2 separate regions of the Manis pentadactyla genome follow, and region 1 is linked to region 2. Evidence: chromatin contacts called from public Hi-C data. All regions are on one chromosome and are shown on one strand. Each heading gives the region's core, a stretch centred on a gene start, on an enhancer-like site or on the middle of the called end of the contact. The rest is flanking DNA. Distances are from core to core; before and after follow the strand shown. Region 1 holds the start of LOC118910620 (serine/arginine repetitive matrix protein 3-like). Region 2 holds the start of NOL10 (nucleolar protein 10).

What was found. A called contact is a pair of places that touch in the nucleus more often than the background predicts.
Region 1: a Hi-C map of blood shows a contact between it and region 2, with 4 times the contacts expected there. The contact joins the promoter of LOC118910620 here to the promoter of NOL10 in region 2. A contact is called at or near these places in 3 of 3 Hi-C or Micro-C datasets (blood, fibroblasts and skin fibroblasts).

The regions. Positions count from the first base shown.
Region 1 is chr2:228,602,562-228,606,191 of mManPen7.hap1, forward strand. LOC118910620 (serine/arginine repetitive matrix protein 3-like) reads right to left here and starts at 1,770. Exons shown (of 2, transcript XM_057497453.1): 1 at 1,630-1,770. The coding sequence starts at 1,654. ODC1 (ornithine decarboxylase 1) reads left to right here and starts at 1,637. Exons shown (of 11, transcript XM_036881806.2): 1 at 1,637-1,775; 2 at 1,871-2,003; 3 at 2,289-2,462; 4 at 2,656-2,828; 5 at 3,076-3,210; 6 at 3,334-3,415; 7 at 3,594-3,630. The coding sequence starts at 1,902. It overlaps LOC118910636 (small nucleolar RNA SNORA42/SNORA80 family), which reads left to right and starts at 670; the gene lies at 670-807.
Region 2 is chr2:228,409,353-228,413,244 of mManPen7.hap1, forward strand. It overlaps NOL10 (nucleolar protein 10), which reads left to right and starts at 2,639. Exons shown (of 21, transcript XM_036881668.2): 1 at 2,639-2,794. The coding sequence starts at 2,729. It overlaps LOC118910497 (a long non-coding RNA gene), which reads right to left and starts at 2,598. Exons shown (of 4, transcript XR_008995952.1): 1 at 2,445-2,598.

The DNA of each region.
Region 1 (3,630 bases), core at 520-3,019, 190 kb after region 2:
GAAAAGCCTGGAAATATTAAGATCCCTGTTTAGACGAGTATACTTAAACGGTGGAGCCAGCCTCAGGTTTTTCGAAAAATGCTGATTGTGTTTGGGAATCCTAAGTAATTGGTTCAAAGTGTGGGGAGCAGAACCTCTTGCAAATGTCTGGGGAGGACAAAGAATGTGTCGGGTTTATTCAAACCTAAATTTGGGCATAATTGGGTTGACTTTAAGTGAATTTAATTTTTTTCGGTTTGTTTCAATGTGTATCTCTTCTAACATTACCCAGTTGGCAGTAAAGAATTTCATAGCAGGAGAAGGCTGTCTTGTGCTAATCATTCATCATCTTGAGTAATTTAGCTATCCAGAACACCAAAAAGGTGTTCTTGGGTAAAATTTCTCTATATTGCAAGTTACTAAAAAGTACAGGAAAGCAAAAATACTTAATTGTGGTGTATTTCAAAGAAATAAAAACTTTCCAAGTTTACGCCTAAACACTGCCTTAAAGATACTTAACAGGACCCTAAATAACCCAATCTGTCACTGCATGATCCTATTTAAATGTTATTTATATGGACAAAATTGGTTTGCTGGCTTTAAGTCTCTTGCCTTCCTCTTTTGGCAATGTAGGAGGTTGACAGTGCCAGAAAGTCACATTAGATCAAATCTTACAACAAGTTCTACCATGCATGGGTTTGGATTTATGGCAGGCCCATCTCCCTGGGCCTCTCATAGTGCCCCATGCCAGAGCAAAAACTGTGGCCCCGAACCATTGCCTGGCCTTTGTGCCCATAGGCTGCAGGCACTGAAGCGGGTTGCACAGTGGAAAAGAAAACCCTCCCTGGCAGAAATTAAATAGGTTAAAACCAGTAAGTTAAGGACAACTGTCATTACACCAGTGTCAAACTTTATGAAGACCAAGGACAGTAGCTCTGATTGTTATGAGCTTTGCTTTTGTTTATTCATAATTCGTTTGTGCTTGCTTATTTTTGTTATTCATCAAGTTAGCCAAAAATTACTCCCATTCATTGCTAAGCAAATATTAGAATGCCTATAAGGACAGTTGGGGTTCCCAGAATTGCTAGTTTGGTAGGCAAGACTGATGCAAGAATGCTGATTTCTCATCAGATACAGCAACTGTAATACATTGTGTTGATCTGAAGAGGGTAGCTAAAAAATGCATGAAATTTAGCTCATGAAATTCTCAGGAAATCTAATAGCAATCAGTAAGTTGAGCCTTAGACATTTCCATGCCGCCTCTTAGTCACTAAAAGTTTTTCTGTATAAGACTTGGTGAAAGTAAGAAATAGCAATAAATTGTTTCCATATTACTGAACTAAGTGCAGAAAAGCTGAAACCTACATTCTGCATGTTTCAGCACAAATATTTGAAGTGCGTATTTTGACACAATACAGTATTATGAAACAATTTTAGTGTGCTGCTTTGGAAAGAACCTAAAGTGTTAAATCTGCAGTGTCCTCAGATACTGTAGATGTTTTTAGAATCATGTGACTAACATACTACGTGTAACTGGATTCACAGGATCTATGAGTGAGCTGTGGTGGGGCAGGGGGCGGGGGCTTGGTTGAGTGGCCATGCATGCTGTATGCACTCAGCTCCTGATTGTTCAATTTCATGTGTTCCTAGGGTAGAGGGCAAATTCTGTGTTCATCAGAACATTTCCCAGCTGTGCAGAGGGCTCACACCGCTTCAGTGGGACTTGGAATTCTGGAGAATTGGCTCTGTGAGAAGCTGACAGTAGTATTTTTAAATTTCATCTCTTAGTTTTCCATGTAAGTATTTGTGGTTGTTGCCAGTTACTTTTGTTAAGAATTACTTAATAAGTATTGCTACGACTTCTGAGTAAATTTCTCCACTCTGTTTTCAGTTTGTTCCATTTCAAAGGAACATCAGAAACCATGAACAACTTTAGTAATGAAGAGTTTGACTGCCATTTCCTTGATGAAGGCTTTACTGCCAAGGACATTCTGGACCAAAAAATTAATGAAGTTTCTTCCTCTGTAAGTATATTAAAGCCCATGCTGGCAGTACAGCTTTGAGAGTGCTAGGCAGATGAGTGCGAAACTTCAGAGGGGTCTTAAGGAAATGTAAAGGAACTTACATGTCTTGTTAGGGAATTTAGAATTGAATTGGCTGTGGATTGTCCTGTGACAGTGATGATTCATGTTGGTGACTAGTCTAAAAAGAGTAGGATTCATTGGGAATGATGGGAAAGAAAAAGGAGGCTGCATGTTGGACATACTGTTAGGCTGCTAATGAGTTCCCTCTATCCCGTCTTACTATAGGATGATAAGGATGCCTTCTATGTTGCGGACCTGGGAGACATTCTAAAGAAGCATCTGAGATGGTTAAAAGCTCTTCCTCGGGTCACCCCCTTTTATGCAGTCAAATGCAATGATAGCAGAACCATAGTGAAGACTCTAGCTGCCATCGGGACAGGATTCGACTGTGCCAGCAAGGTGAACAAAAACACAGGACTTGAAAATGATTGTAAAATGGTCCTGGTGTTCCCAACAGGGCCAATCACGGTTGTATTTCTTGGGCAATAGATGCTAATGAAGGGGGGGTTGGGGGAGATGGCAGCTTCACATTTTTCTGTTTCTTTCATTATTAGGTCTGTATGCATACTGTAACACCTCTTCCTTTTTTCAGACTGAAATACAATTGGTGCAGAGTCTTGGGGTGCCGCCGGAGAGGATTATCTATGCAAATCCTTGTAAACAAGTATCTCAGATTAAATATGCTGCCAATAATGGAGTCCAGATGATGACTTTTGATAGCGAAGTTGAGCTGATGAAAGTTGCCAGGGCACATCCAAAGGCAAAGTGAGTTACGCCTCGGATAACAGGATCTGGGTATTAACAAACTCAAATTTCCAGTTAGAATTTTTGTATGTTAGTAAAGCATAAAAGCCTTCTGCATCAGAGACAAAGTAAGAAATAGCTTAAACCCTCTTGATTAATAAAACGATATTAGACTCAACCCACAGTATCAGAGCCAAGGATTTTATATTTTAACTGGCTGTAAGTGATCTTCTGTCATGGGAAATTTGATCCCCTTTCTGGCTTCTAGGTTGGTTTTGCGGATTGCCACTGATGATTCCAAAGCAGTCTGTCGCCTCAGTGTTAAATTTGGTGCCACACTCAAAACAAGCAGGCTGCTTCTAGAACGGGCAAGAGAGCTGAATATCGATGTCATTGGTGTCAGGTGAGACCGTGGTATAGCATAAAGGCCACAGTGTTAGTGCAGGTTTTACAGGTTTTCTCCCACTGTGAATAGTTGTCTTCAGAAATAGAAATACAAGCATGTTCTCCTTACTTTTTGCCCCAGCTTCCATGTGGGAAGTGGCTGCACTGATCCTGAGACCTTCGTGCAGGCCATCTCTGATGCCCGTTGTGTCTTTGACATGGGAGTGAGTATATAGACTGCAAGTATGGGGTGGGGGCAGGGCTAACAATAACTAGTTTCGTTTCTGGAATTAACCTGTAGATGTCATCCCATGTTATAGAGACTTATAGATCTGCTTTATACATTTTTCATGACTTGTTAAGAGTCTGGTTACTCACTTGACTTAATTTTCTTGACTCTAGGCTGAGGTTGGTTTCAGCATGTATCTACTTGATATTG
Region 2 (3,892 bases), core at 1,389-3,888:
ATGTCCTGGACTCAATGAGTTATGGTATATACTCATCTCATCTTTACAAAGGCCTTCTTAGGTAGGTGCTATTATAATCCTCATTTTTCAAATGAGGAAACAGAGGCAGAGAGCGATTAGATTAACTTGCTCTATCCAGACTCTATCTGGGTAGACAGTGGTAGATGCAGGATTTGGACACAGGTAGTCTGGCTCTGGAGCCTCTGTGCTCTTAGCTCTAAGCATAGGCATCTAATAAGCACTATGCTGTAGTTCATTACAGCCTAGGGACTGGAAGTTTGTATCAGAGGTGGTACTAGAAATACTGGAGCACCTGTACCCTGCTTTGCAGTTCCAACCTCAGTGGAAAGTGCAGGTCAAACCTTCCTGGCACTGAGGACCAAGAACACCTGTTCTCACTTTTGTCTTAAAGAAAACACTATTCCCTCAAATGTGGTTCCTGGCTCTAAGCTATGACATTTCTTGTTGGAGACAAAATGTGTAAATGGACCTGTCTGAAATAATAATCATCTTAAACAGAGCTATGTTGTTTTCAATATTACCAATGGCCAAAATGTATGGAATGAAGAATTAGGGCTTTGGGTCAGGAAGAGGAGTGATCAATTGTTCATTTTTAATCAAGAAATATTTACTGAGAGTGTGCTACATACCAGGCACTGGGGCAGGCCCAGGGAACCCAGAGATGAATTAAGCCCAGTTTGCCATCAAGTTGAGATGGAGGGGGTGATCAGGTAAGTACACTACAACCCACAGAGGTAATTGCCATAGACTTACTTCAAAATCATTCAAAATAATCTGAGGATGACAGGGTGGTGAGGGTATAGCTGAAACATGATGGGTTGTCTGTGAATTGCTGAAGCTAGGTACTATGTATAAGAGTTCAATACACTCTTAGCCTTTTGAATATGTTAAAATCTTCCTGTAGTGATCAAAATGAGGGAGAAAGAAAATAGAATGAAGAATATGTTCAAAAGGAGCCCATTCCAAGTTTAATAAAGGAAATTTTATGGACTCTTTAAAAATGACATTTTAATTAGCCTTGAGTGGTTGTGGCAATATAAGGAAAGCAGAGTGTCTGAAGGAAAGCTTCCAAGCATAGACATCTAGGATAACATTGCATTACATCCAAGTTCATTATTATTGTGCTTGTAGGATGTGTTAAATTAGTGTATATTCTTATAATAAAAATCTACCCCCAAAAAGATATAATTACCATGAAGGTATTTATACAGTAAACTGAAAACAGGAGAACCAGCAAAATACTCAAAAGGTGAGTTTTGAGCAGCTGGTGGGATCTGGGTCTAAGGAGAGGGAGAGGGTGTTCCAGAGGCCAGCTTTGCAGAGGCAAAGATTCCAACCAGAATAATGAAACAACACAGATCTGGGCGTCAGTGGGAAATAGGACTGCATAAAGTGAAATGGTCTAAGGCCCTTAATTATCAAAGTTAGGAGTAGGATATGTCTATATATCTTTAAAACACTTAGCGCTTAGGGACAAATACTATTGTGTTTTACAGTCAGTGTCTTTTACAATACATTCTTGAAAATAATAAAAGACATGCTTTTTGTGTGTAAAATTATTCAAGATTTCTTGAAAACCATCCAGTGTAGGTTGGGAAATAAACCTTTTCTCTTTTTATAACTTGCTTAAAAGGCTTATTTATTACCACTATGAAGCCCATGATTTTTCTACTGTGGCACACTCCTCTTCAAGGATGGTGGTCCTACCTATTTCCTCAAAGAAGGTCTCAGGCAGAAGGCAGAATTTCGACTGTAATTTTAAGGACAGTTATAATAGAAACAAAATTTCTAAGCCCAGAAGTCCTTACCCAACCATAGCCTGTACTCAAAATGACCCACTTCAGTTCCATGTAAGGGAAGTGAGGATTATGTTCTAATTTCAAAAGAACCCTTTTGCACAATTAACCTACACTATTCCCTTTAGTTTTCTTCTAACTACACCAAGAATTCTCGTCTTCAGATCTAGACAACAGTAAAGGTTGTTGTCTTTGAAACTGGACGATCGGCGGAGAAAGTTAGCGTGTGAACTTTCTGAAAATAACACGTACGTGAGCAGCTGTCTGTTGTTATTGTCACACACCAGTCTCCAAAGACATCAGGTTCAAATTCCCTTCTTCCCTGACGTCCTCCCTTTAACTACTTTTTCATTTTTTTGGTATGCTTTTTTTATTTCCTTCCTTAATGGATAAATGGCAAACAAATCCAGGCGAATACAATATTTTTAGGACATCAGTTTTAAAGAGCATTTATGTGTAATGTAATACTGCAGAAACACGCAGGGGAAAAGATGAGACTTCCACGCTGAATTCGCTTGCTGCCTGCCTGCTTTCGCTGGGTTGCCTGGACCGAGGCCCCAATGCCTCCGGTGAGCCCTGCCGCCCCACCCGGGACACTGCCGCGGGGGCAGCGACCCCAAGGGCTACCTGCTGCTCGCGGGGTTCGGAAGCAGTAGAGCGGTTCCTGGCCCTCCCCGTATCGGGGTTGCCGCCAGCCCACGGCAGGGCCTCGGCGGAGCCTCACGCGTCCCCAGTTCAGACGCTTGCCAAGCCCACAGCGGCCACTTTCCTCTTCCGGAAACTGGCCGTTTCCGGTGCCTGGGTTTGCGTCATCAGCCTGCGCCCGGGAGGCCCTTAGATTCCGATGCACGCGTGTGCTGCCTGGAGAGGGGCCCTGGCAGGAGCCGGGGTCTACGCTTTCCGGCGCCGCTATGCAGGTCTCCAGCCTCAACGAGGTGAAGATTTATAGCCTCAGCTGCGGCAAGTCGCTTCCTGAGGTGAGACACTTCGGGGTCTTCCCCGTGAGGCAGCCCCCCTCTCCGCGGCCTCTGTTTCAGCTGGGCCTTGGCCGGCCTCTGACTTGGGGGTCTCAGAGACGAGTGACGGTTCCCCGGGGGGAGCTGGTCGGTGTTGGCATCTCCGCGCCAGAAGCTGGGCCAAGGGTGGTCAGGGTCGGTGAGCTTTGCTTGACCTTTGTACAGTTCTCCAGAACAAGAGGACGCGCGTCCCTTGCTTGGGCTTATATGGATCTTCACAGCCGCTGCCACACCGAGGTGGAAAAGCGTGGACAGATGATTGACAGACATTTCTCTCCCGTTTTAATGCCCATTCATCAGCTGTTTATTGAGTTCCTATTATACGCCAAGTTCTAGAAATACAGTAGTAAGCAAGAGAAATGCAGACTTTGCTTCTGCAGAATTTATGGTTTAGACGGCAGTATTTTTGAACCTTGCTGAACTTAATTTCATTGTCTTAGGACATCAGAAGGGGCTGCGAAAATCAGGGATTCTCTTCCAATCTTCTCGTCTAAAATCCAGCTAGAGTAAGGGAGACTTATACAGGATCACAGACCTAAGGCTCTGAACCTGCGTGTTTTCTCAGTCAAGCCTCTGTCGAAGCACTTAAAATGAGAGAAGACTTTTTGCAGACTCTCATTTCCATTTTGAGAGTATGTGTTAGTGGTTTTACAACATGCCTGTTTATACCATGCTGCTGTTGGTCTAAGCCCTTCCCTTGGAAATTAGAATTCATGTAGTTCCACTTTCATGTGTCTGCCCCTGAAAGATTTGGAGCTGACGATCAGATTCTTCCCTTTTTTTTTTTCTTTTTTTTTTTTTTTTTTACCAGAATTGAGGTTAGGCAATTCCTTGTCTTTCAATTATTCTTTACATAGCGTGATCTTTTTCCTTTTGTTCATTCTTCACATTTGTTGAGAAGTGACTAGATGCAGGCAGCCCTGTTCTAAGTGTTGGGATAAATGGTGAACGTATCAGATAAGTTTCCCTGTTGGGGACAAGGGTAAGTGAGCAAACCAGAACACTGCTTAAGATGATAAGTGCTTTGAGTGATGTGTGACTAGAAGACAGCTGTTGTGG